Linked DNA regions of Mus musculus: region 1 is linked to region 2. Evidence: chromatin contacts called from public promoter capture Hi-C data. All regions are on one chromosome and are shown on one strand. Each heading gives the region's core, a stretch centred on a gene start, on an enhancer-like site or on the middle of the called end of the contact. The rest is flanking DNA. Distances are from core to core; before and after follow the strand shown.

The links. Promoter capture Hi-C pulls out the DNA fragments that hold promoters and counts their contacts.
Region 1: a promoter capture Hi-C map of liver shows a contact between it and region 2, with 2.3 times the contacts expected there. The contact joins the promoter of Sdhaf1 here to the promoter of Actn4 in region 2. A contact is called at or near these places in 2 of 39 promoter capture datasets (erythroid cells and liver).

Annotation. Positions count from the first base shown.
Region 1 is chr7:30,320,322-30,326,110 of GRCm38.p6, forward strand. It overlaps Sdhaf1 (succinate dehydrogenase complex assembly factor 1), which reads right to left and starts at 2,054. Exons shown (of 1, transcript NM_001033140.3): 1 at 1,088-2,054. The coding sequence starts at 2,008. The coding sequence ends at 1,652.
Region 2 is chr7:28,959,663-28,964,602 of GRCm38.p6, forward strand. It overlaps Actn4 (actinin alpha 4), which reads right to left and starts at 2,670. Exons shown (of 21, transcript NM_021895.3): 1 at 2,357-2,670. The coding sequence starts at 2,521.

The sequences.
Region 1 (5,789 bases), core at 804-3,303, 1.4 Mb after region 2:
TGCTGGAATCATGGAGGCTAACCATTGGGAAGGGAGTGTGTCTGCAAAGTAAACTGGAATGGCTACTGGAAATGCAAAAATGGGGACTGAAGAGGCCTGGGGGGCAGTAGCTTCTAGAAGAGCCCACATAAGTTAGTGCAAACCTGGAGCTAAGGGGTGTGTCAGGGAATCTCTCATTATGGTCTGTCTTCCTAAATACATCTATCTATGCATTTATCTTTCTATCAATGTGTGTGTGCACAGGCAGATGGACATCAGACAAATTGCTGTTAGTTCTCATCTTCTCCTGTGCGGTCCCTAGGATTTGAGCTCAGCTAGTCAGACTTGTCACCAAGTTCCTTTATCCGCTGAACCATCTCTCTGGCCCTTTTTCCCTCCTTTTCTTTCTTCTTTTTTTGTTTGAGACAAGGTCACTCTATGTAGCTCAGGCCCCTGGAGCCAGGAAGAGACGGAGGCTGGGGTATGTAAAGGGCACAGGTTCAGTAGGTCTTCTGTAGTTACTTCCATAACTCTGGAGTTGAGATGGCACCATGATTAACAGGGTCACCTCGGGGCTGCAGGTGAATCCTTGTGGTTATTGCACTTGCTTGGCAAGCACAAGGCCACAAACAGAACAAACAACAAACATATGTTGTGGTAGAACATGCCTGTGATCTGGAGGAGAAGGGAGGAGTTGCAGGCCATTATCCCTTACATGACCAGTTTGAGGCCTGCCTGGGTTAAGTGAGTCCATGTCTTAAAAAGAACAAAAACTAAAGCAACCAGGATCACCTTGCTAAATAAAACTGAAGCTGAGAGATGAGCAGAGAGCTAGCCTCCTGTGATGGGGTTACGCAAGTGAGGTCAAAGTCTTATGTAAAAAGTGTCACAGAATCTTTTTCTGTCACACACCAAGCCTTAGCTGGGTCCCCTTTGCTCCCACCTGCCTCTTCAACCTTGGCATGGCCGTACATGCCTATAATCTCAGAGTTTAGAAGGCTGAGTCTGAAGGAGGTGAATGCTGAGACCAGCCTAGGCTATATTATATAACAAGACTCTGTCTCAAAAGAAAAAGCAAAGACCCCTAATAAAAGAATCAACAAGATTGTTAAGACAACAAGGAAGTGAGCACACCTCACTTTTATTTCCTTTATGCAAGAATCCTGAGGACTAACAGGAGTAGGGACTAGGGATTCTCCAAGAGTCTCAGGCTCATCAGCTGAGATGAGCTAGTGTAATCTCCCTCATGAACCCGGTTCTTCACAACGAGTCAGACTGCCAAGTTTCTCACGGTTCATCAGGGTATTCTATTAAACGAGCGCGGCAAAAAGTCTGTCTTCTCCACGTTAAAAACAGCAAGGGGCGGGGAGTGAGGAGGTGGGTGTGTTCTTAAGAAGTCAAGAGAGCTGTCTGTCAAGAGGTGCCACGGCCCCGATGGGAGGAGAAAGTGCGCCTGTGCTCTCTCTTTGACTTTGGGTTGGTGTATCACAGCATGTCTTATGCAGTCCGCCAGTGCCACAGAATGCCCGGAACCTCCTTGGTGAGGGAGTGTCTGATCTCTCACTATGCATCGGGAAAATTCGGTTATCTCTCAAGACATCTCAGCTTCCATTTAGATGAGTTCACGATCCTCCCCAAACTGTCAGAAGGAACCTTCCTCTAGGTCTGTCTGTCACCGTCCATCGGATCGCGTCTCCCGCGCCCCTGTATCTTCACAAGAATTCTTTGGGGCACCACCATCATCCAGCCTGGTCCCCGGGGCTGTCGCGTCGCCGGGCTCTTCAGCCGGACCCCGCGGGCGCACGAAGGTACCCATGGCCGTGGCGTGGCCCGAACGCAGCAGCTGTAGCTGGCGCCGACCCCGGCGATACAGATACTCGATACGCAGCACGTCGGTTCGCGGAAGGCTGGCGTGCTGCCGGAACTCGGCCCGCACCCGCGCCTCGGCGCCCGGCGTCCCGCGCCCGGCGCGCAGCAGCTCGCGGTACAGGCTCAGAACTTGCCTCTGCAACCGGCTGGGCCGGCTCATGACCGCGGCGTCGCGGTGAGGCCCCACACTGGCCGGAAGGACCGCCCCGACACACAGTGCTGAGAAGCTAACGGGCAGGGCTACTGGCACGTCTGCCAGAAGTCCCGCCTCCTGCTCACCGGCGCTGCCGCATCTGATTGGCCAGTACTGCAGTACATCTTGGCTGGCTCTGGAAGTGGGCGGAGTCTCTGGTGCTCCGGGCCACTCTAAAGAGTAGTTTTTGAGTGCCTTACAGTCCTGGATATTTCTGAACTTGAGTGGAAGCATGGGGAAGGGCCTAAGCGGTTAGACTCTGGAAAGAGTGTAGGAGGAGATAGTTCTGAGCCCTCGGAAGATTGAGAGCGAAGGGATCGAACCCGGGGCTCACCAGAAGGCAGAGGGATATTGGGAAGGGATGAGCAGTTTTTAAAAAGATCTTTACTATTTTGGGGGCTGGAACGTGCATAAACTGACGACATGACCGCTCCGTGGTACGGCCAAGCGAAAACTTTTTGTTTGTTTGTAGATATGAGAGAGAGGACAGCCAGAGGCATCTAGAAGAGTCCAAAATAGAGAGGAAGTAGACTGCATAGCCAGGGCTGTCTGCGAGAGGGGAGAGAATATTGTTGAAGTTAAGGATTAGCCACACAAACCACTGGGAGACACCAATGTCAGTAGGGTATCGGAACGGTTTACTGAACACACATATCAACACTGATTAATCAGGGATGCACACCCTAGCCAGTTTTCAGGGCCAGTTTTTATATGGGAAAACCCACGAACAGGTGCATTTGGCTATCTAGACAAAGCCGTACTGTATGACCTTTAAGCTGATTGGCTGGGTCTAGAGGCAGGAAGTCTAGGGAATTTCCATAGGTCTCGAGGCTCCATACAGCAACATGATGTTATAGTCAAAGAACATTAGGTCAGACTAAGGTCATGAGCTACAAAATGAAGGTTGAGGCAGTATAGCAGAACTATTGTCAGGTTTAAAACGTAATAGCAGGAGATAGTGAACAGAGAAAACAGAAGGAGGAGAGAGTGTAGAGAGAACAGTGTGAATATCAGGATAGTGGGAATGAGTAAGTATCTGGGGGAGGGAAGCTAGTGAGCTGGAGGGAATTTAGGGGATTGGAGTTTTAGTCAATGTTCAGTAAACAACTTAAATGAATCTGTCTCATCTTTCTTATCTATGTCTTAATAATAATCTGTTTTACCTGGTGGTGCAGACATTTAATCCCAACACCTGGGAGGCAGAGGCAGACATCTCTGAGTTCAAGGCTAGCCTGGTCTACAGAGTGAGTTCAAGGACAGCCAGGAAAACCCTGTCTTGAAACACAAAACAAAACAACCCCTCCCCCAAACTCCCAAACCCCGTCTTATTATTTTTCCATCTAAGTTGTTTGCTGAACTCTTACTTTATGCCAGGAACAACTCTACATACTTTAATGTTTAATTGTTTGTTTTCTATGATTTATGCTGTACAGGGCCAGAGATGTATCTTCCATTCCAGAGTGCTTGCTTGCTTAGCATTTATGAAACCCTGGGTTTGATCCGACATTGAATAAAACCAGCTTGTGGTGCTGTACCTGTTATTCCAGTCTGGATACATAGCCATACTCTTCCCTCAAAACAAAAACAGCAAAAAGATTCTGAAGTGGTCAGTGCTGTCAACTGTATGATGGCCACACCAGTGCAGATATGTCTTCTTTCAGCTTGCTCCTCTTACTGAATCCTCTTGATTCTCAGGCTCCCTCTGGGTTTTAAACTTCCGTTCATTTCCTATCAAGTGGCTCTTTACCTCTAAGACAACTTCATCTAACAGGCTTGTTTTATTTTCCTGTGGCCTCGAGAGTCACAAAACTTGAAACACATACTGTCCCCCCTGTCCCTGCTCTCCCTAAGACTTTCTGACCTGGAACCCCTCCATCTGCCTTTGGGGAACTAGTCTTGCTCTCAGTTTGTGGGGCTTTCCTAAGTGACATACTTTCTCTCTGCTTCCAGATGTGGACTGATGTCCCAAGACCTGTCCCATCAGCCAGCTAATGTGATTGGTTTAGAGATAGGAAAATAGCTTTGGGACAATGAGGATCAGCCCTGAGACTTTTGCTCAAACTGAGACAGAAATGCTGGCTCCCCACCAGGACTGCCAAACTGTAGGAACTTGGAATGGTGGCTGCACCTGTGCCCCGCAGACACAACAGGGGTCTGTGAATCAAGCTGTCGCTATCTTCAAATCTCCACCTCCCATCCCCCCCAGAATGAGGATGTTTAGCTGTGCACCTGACTGCTATGTTAAAGATGTACCCTCCATCTCCTTTGTAGTCAGATGATAAAGCTCTACAAAGTGTTGATGTGTGGGAAGTGGAAGGCAGTGATTTGTGCCATTTCTGGCTTGTGTAGTTGGAAGAGGCCCAATCCCTCTGTGTGCACACCCCCTCCACCTTGTGTTTAGGTGGGAGTCAGCTTATGACTCTGCCACTGGGGAGCATAGCCAGACCCACATCAGAAAGCTCTTCCAGGCATCGTGGCACATGCCTGCGATCCCACCATTTTCCAGGTGAAGACAGGAAGATTGGGAGTTCAAGGCCAGCCTGGGCTACCTAAGACCCCGTCTTAGGAGGAGGAAGACTGGAGAGATGGCTTAAGAGCACTTTGGATAGGAATGGCTCCCATAGATTCGTAGGTTGAATGCTTGCTCATCAGGGAAAGGCACTATTGCAAGTATGGCTTTGTTAGAGGAAGCAAGTCGATTTGAGCTTTGAGGTTTCAAATGCTCAAATCAGGCTCCGTGTCACACAGTCTTCCTGATGCCTACTGATCCATACACAGAAGTCTCTCAACTCCTTAACCAGCACCATGTCTGCCTGTGCACTGCCATGCTTCCCACCATAGCAAAAATAGACTAAACCTCTGAGCCTGTAAGCCAGCCCCCAAATAATGGCTTTCCTTTGCAAGCCTTGCTATGGTCATGGTGTCTCTTCACAGCAATAGAAAACCCAAACTAAGACAAGAGTTCTTAGTACCCATGTAGAGTGACTCGCAACTGCTACAGCTCAAGTACCAGAGGATATGGTGCCACCTGCTGCTGGCCTCTGAGGGCACCTTCATTTCACACACACACACACACACACACACACACACACACACACACACACACACACACAGAGTCTTTTACCTGCATGTCCGTCTTCACCAAATGTGTGTGCAATACCAGTAGAGGCCAGAAGAGGGTGCCAGATCCCCTTAGAACTGGAGGTATGCTGGTTGTGAAACAGGATGTAGGGCTGAGAATCAAATTCAGTTCCTCTGCAGAGTATTACATCCCATTAACTGTTGAGTCATCTCTCCAGCCCACTTAGAGTGAATGAGTGGGCTCTTTTACATTTGCTTATTTACTTGGGCTGGCGCTGCTTGCATGCCACAGTGCCAGTGTGAATGTCAAAGGACAACTGTGCAAGTCAGTTCCCTCCACCATGTAGGTCAGGTCATCAGACTTGCCTCTTCCCCTGGAGCCATCTTACCCATCTCTGAATGGGTCTTGAATGACTGATTCTCTTGCCCAGTATATGGCAGATGACAACACAAAGACCAGCTACTCTGTTTTTACTTTTGTCTGTGCCGGAGGATAAGTCCAAGACCTAATCCTAGTTAGGGTTACTGTTGCTATGATGAAGTACCACAACTAGAAGTTACTTGAGGAGGAAAGGGTTTATTTTGTTACATGTTCTGAATCATTGTTGGGTAAGGGAACCCAAGGCAGAAGCTCAAGCAGGACAGAAACCTGCAGAGGTTTTGAAGT
Region 2 (4,940 bases), core at 1,420-3,919:
GATCCTGTTGGGGGTTTGGCTGAGAGCTCTTGTATGAGAGATAAAAAGCACTGGCTGGTATATTCCTTTCATAACTCCTAACCCCACGGCACCAGAGAGCTTAGTTATGCAGGACAGGGTGGAGAGGTGAAGCAATTCTTTTCTCCTAAAGAACAGCTAAGTGTAAATATTTGCTGGAGTAGGTTATAAAGCAAGCATACTAGAGCAGGGCCTTTTCAGAGCCGCTGAAGCAACGTTAGAGAACACTGTGAGCCATCCTGTTCTCAACCTTTCCTGGCTGGGAAGGAAGGGAACCAGGAAGGAGCAGGGGAAAGTGACACAGGCAGCCATGGGGATTCTGGTGAGTCCTGGTTCTGCCTAGGGTCTGAATGCACACCAACCTCACCACCCTAAAGAGAGGGGCTAAAAAAAAAGGAGGCACCAGAGGTTGGTATTTGTGAAAGGAGGATGACCCCTACTCCAGTTATCTAAGGAAAGGGGGGGGGGGGGGCACTGCACAGTTCCCTAAACATTAGAAAAGAAAGATCCAAGACATTCTCAAAGCGGACGCTGTGACCCGTTTCCTTCCAACTTTCCAAGTCTTTTGGCAACTTTCAACCTTTTCCTCTCAAGGCCTCAGGCAATAAATAATTGTTGAGATCCAGACTAGATCTCCCCTGCCTTTCAAAATGCACTCATTCCCCAGCTACCACTCCTCAGCTATTTTACACACTGCAGACTTCCACCCCCCTAGTGACTGCAGACAGCATACAAGCTGACAGTCCGACTGGGCCACAGTTACACCAGGTCCCACCTCAGGCTTTCCAGGCACTGCAGCTTCTCCCACCATTGACCCTCCAGACTGGGTGACTGGACCCAGCCATATAGCAACTTCCCTGCCCCCCCCCGGGGGGGGGCATCTGGTAAATGTCATCAAACCGGCTCTCTCCCACACCCTCAGGGCCCCGCTCCCAACTCCCAAAGTCCCAACTCCACGCACATCCCGTCTGCAGAGTCACCAAAAGCACATTCCTGATCGCCCTGAGAGCAAGGGTCTTGTCCTGAAGTCACAGTGCCCATCAGTAAGTTACAAAAAAGTCTCAACCTCTAGAAAGCATGAAGTAGCTTCTAACTTCAATTTTAATTTCCCACTCTCCTCACACTCTTGCGAACCATCCCCCACATTCTCACCCACTCAACACACCCTTCTTTAGCTCTTTCTGCATACACTCACACCCTCTCTCCCATCACTCCTAGCTTCCCTCTCAACCACCCAACACATCTCCACTCCTGGCCTCCTACTCTGACCTCCACTCCATACTGTGGCTTCCCTTTAGCATCGCCCCCACACTCCTAAATACCATCAGGAAATACTATTTTAATACCCCTTCACCTACCCTCCCCATCAAAAGACACTACTCTCCCAGAACACTCATTTCTTCCTCACTCAATGAACCCCCAAGTCTTTTAATCAGGCATTCCTAATCAGACTTCCATTTTCCCAAACTAACCCCCTCCCATTATCCTCCATCCCTGCTCCTACTGTCTTCCACTATTCTCACTGTTGAACTATTTCCCCGTGAACCTGGAACCTTAACTGTTTCACTACCTCTCCCTTCTTCAAAGCACCCACACTCTTTTGGGTCTCCCCATCAATTCTAATTACGCCCCTATCCTTTTCTTTTTACAGCAAGGCGCCCTCAATAAATCTCACCCTCCTCACACAAACATCTTTTTTGTTCCTAGGCCCCTAACTTCTGTCCTGAACACCTACCTTCTCAGACCCCTAGTCCCATCAGACCATCTTAACACCTACTCACCACACACCCTAGCCCATGCAGGCCCCCCTCCCTGTCTCAGGATTCCACAATCCTCTCCTTAGTGCCCCCTTTTTACCTTTCCTGATTCTTCATCTCTTCTAGAACCACCCCCCAACACACACACACACACACACACACACACACTAAGGCTTCCTGCAATTCCAATCTCTTCTTCAGACTCTCTGCACTCCAGACTATCTCCTCCATACTAGGATTCCCAAACCAAATACTATCCAGGCTCACCAATTCCCTTCCTGGACCCCATTGCTTGCCTGGGCCCCATCAATGCTTCCTCTGATCCAACAATCTCGCCTTAAAACCTAGTTCCATTGCAACCTCCCGAATCATCATCTCGTTTGTCCCAGTTCCCCGTGTCTCCTACCTGGCCGCCACTTCCCCCCTCCCCCTCCAGATTCCCAATTGCTTCCTTAAGCTCTGTAATCCCTCTCCGGGACTGCAAACCCGTTCCCGAACCCGCCAATTGTCTCCCAGGACCCTCCTCCAGGCCTCCCCGCCACGCGCAGGACGCCACCCAGCCCGGGTCACGGGCCGCGCACCTTGCGCTGCTGCTTCTCCCAGGCCGGGTCCAACAGCAGGTCCCGGTCCCAGTCATCCTCCTGGGCCATGTAGTCGCCCATGCTTCCGCCGCCACCCGCGCCATTGCCGCCGCCGCTGTTCGGGCCGTACTGGTACGCCTGGTTCGCTGCGTGGTAGTCCACCATTCCGCCGCCTTTCGCTAGCCCGCCAGCCGGTCCGCTACCGCCTCAGCTCCCGCCCCTGTGCCGGAGGCTCCGACTCGGCCGCCGCTTCAGCTGCTTTCAGCCCGCCCAAGACTGACGCCTGCGCAGTTCACTTGCCGCGCCTGCGCACTGCGCTGCCGCCGCCGCCCTCCCGCGCGCGCGCACCTGAGGAGGCCCCGGGCTCTCGGCGCCGGCGCAGAACGCACCTCCGGCTGCCCGCCCAGCGTGGGAGCCCAGGCGCTTCTAGCGGGAACGCGCGCGTCACCCCGTGTGGGCGGGGCCCAAGTCATGAATGATTCATAAGGCGGGGCTCCTCATCCGGCTTTAACCTGTTTCGGGGTGGAATGTGTTCCCATTCAGCCATTCAGACATAATCAAGATTTATTTGGCTGCCTGCTATGTGTGAGACCGTGTTTTCTGCCTTGGCATTAAAGAAGTCAGGAAAAGTCCCCACCCTTTCGAAACTATATACTATAAACCTTGCACGATGGAACGTGGGATCTCTGTTCTCAGGCCGCAGAGACTGAACGACAGATAACATGTTGGAGCTTGGGTTACACAGGAAGACCAGTCTTAAATTAAATAAATAATCGAGCTTAAAACTGGGCATGGTGGGCCGGACAGTGTTGGCGCACGCCTTTCATCCCAGCACTTAGAGGCAGAAGCAGGTGGATTTCTGAGTTCGAGGCCAGCCTGGTCTACAGAGTGAGTTCCAAGACAGCCAGGGCTCCACAGAGAAACCCTGTCTCGAAACAAACAAGCAAACAAATAACTGGGCATGGTGACACATACCTTAGATCCCAACTGGAGGTGTGGACAGGAGGGTTCAAGGCCAGACTTACTTAGTACACAGCGAGTTTGAATCTAGTGTGGGCTACATGAGGACCCTGTCTTAAAAAAAGAAAAGAAAAGAAACTCTAGAATGGGCTGGATTTGTAAAGTCTTCTGGGAAAAGGGAAAAGGTAGATATTTAAAGAAACTCTTTCAAAGATACGTCGAGTTAGATTGGACTGGGATAGCTAGTTAGCAGGGAAGGCAAGGGGTCCTTTTGGACTTGTCTATCTTCATTCTCGCAGCAAATACTATGCACCTACTACATGCAGCCACTTTCCAACTACGGACAGCATGGTAAGCCAGGTCAGTTATCAAACGACTAACTTTGTAGGAGAGATGGGCAACAATAAGAATTATGGAAACCAGGCATGGTGGTGTATTAATCCCAGCACTCAGGAGGCAAAAGCAGGCAGAGCACTGAGTTTGAGGCCAGCCTGATAGACAGAGTGAGTTCTAGGATAGCCAGAAAAACCCAGTCTCAGAGGGGGAAGTGGGGGTAGGTAGAGGAGAAAAGAAACACACACGGAATAATAATAGTGCCTCATTGAAGGCCATCTGATAACCAGAGGGGCCATCTCCATCTTGAAAGGTGACTTCCTGCTTCCAGCTGCTCAGGAAACCTTAATCCTCCCTTATAGGGCTTCTTACAAAGAGGCAGCCAGCAGCCACCATTCCAAGCCTTCTTCCTGCCACCCCCACTCTTCTGCCTCCAGCCTTTGGGTTTGATTTCTTTGAAATTTACATGTATTTATTGTGTGGGTCAGGGGTGCCCATGTCATGTGTGCTGGTCAGAGCTCATCTGTGCTTCTACCACCTGGGGTCCTAGGGGTCAGACTCAGGTTGACCGGCTCGGTTGCAAACTCCTTAACAACTGAAGCATTTGGAGCTGTTGGTTTGGTTTTGTTTGAAACAGGGCCTGAGCTGGGCATGGTGGTGCACACCTTGAATCCCAGCACTTGGGAGGCAGAGGCAGATGAATTTATGAGTTGGAGGCCAGCCTGGTCTACAGAGTGAGTTCCAGGACAGCCAGGGCTCTACAGAGAAACCCTGTCTCGAAAAACAAAAACAAAAACAAACAAACAAAAAAACAAAAAAAAGAAAGAAAGAAAGAAAAAGGAACTGTTTAAAAAAAGAAAAAAGAGGGGCTGGAGAGATGGCTCAGCCGTTAAGAGCATTGACTGCTCTTCCAGAGGTCCTGAGTTCAATTCCCAGCAACCACATGGTGGCTCACAACCATCTGTAATAGGATCTGATGCCTTCTTCTGGTGTCTCTGAAGACAGCTACAGTGTACTCGTCATATATATAAAAAATAAATAAATAAAAGCTTTAAAAACAAAACAAAACAAAACAGGGCCTGTAGCCCAGGCGGGCCACTAATTCACAGTGTAGCAGATGACCTTTGGCCACTAACCCACCTCCCGCCACCTCCTAAACTCTTGTCCCTCCTTTTCTTTTGCTTTCTTTCTTCCCTTCCCCTCCCCACTCTGTCTTTTTTTTTTTCCCCCTCCTAACAGGATCTCACTACCTCGAGCCCTGCCTGGTGTGGAACTCAGAGAAGAGCCTTCC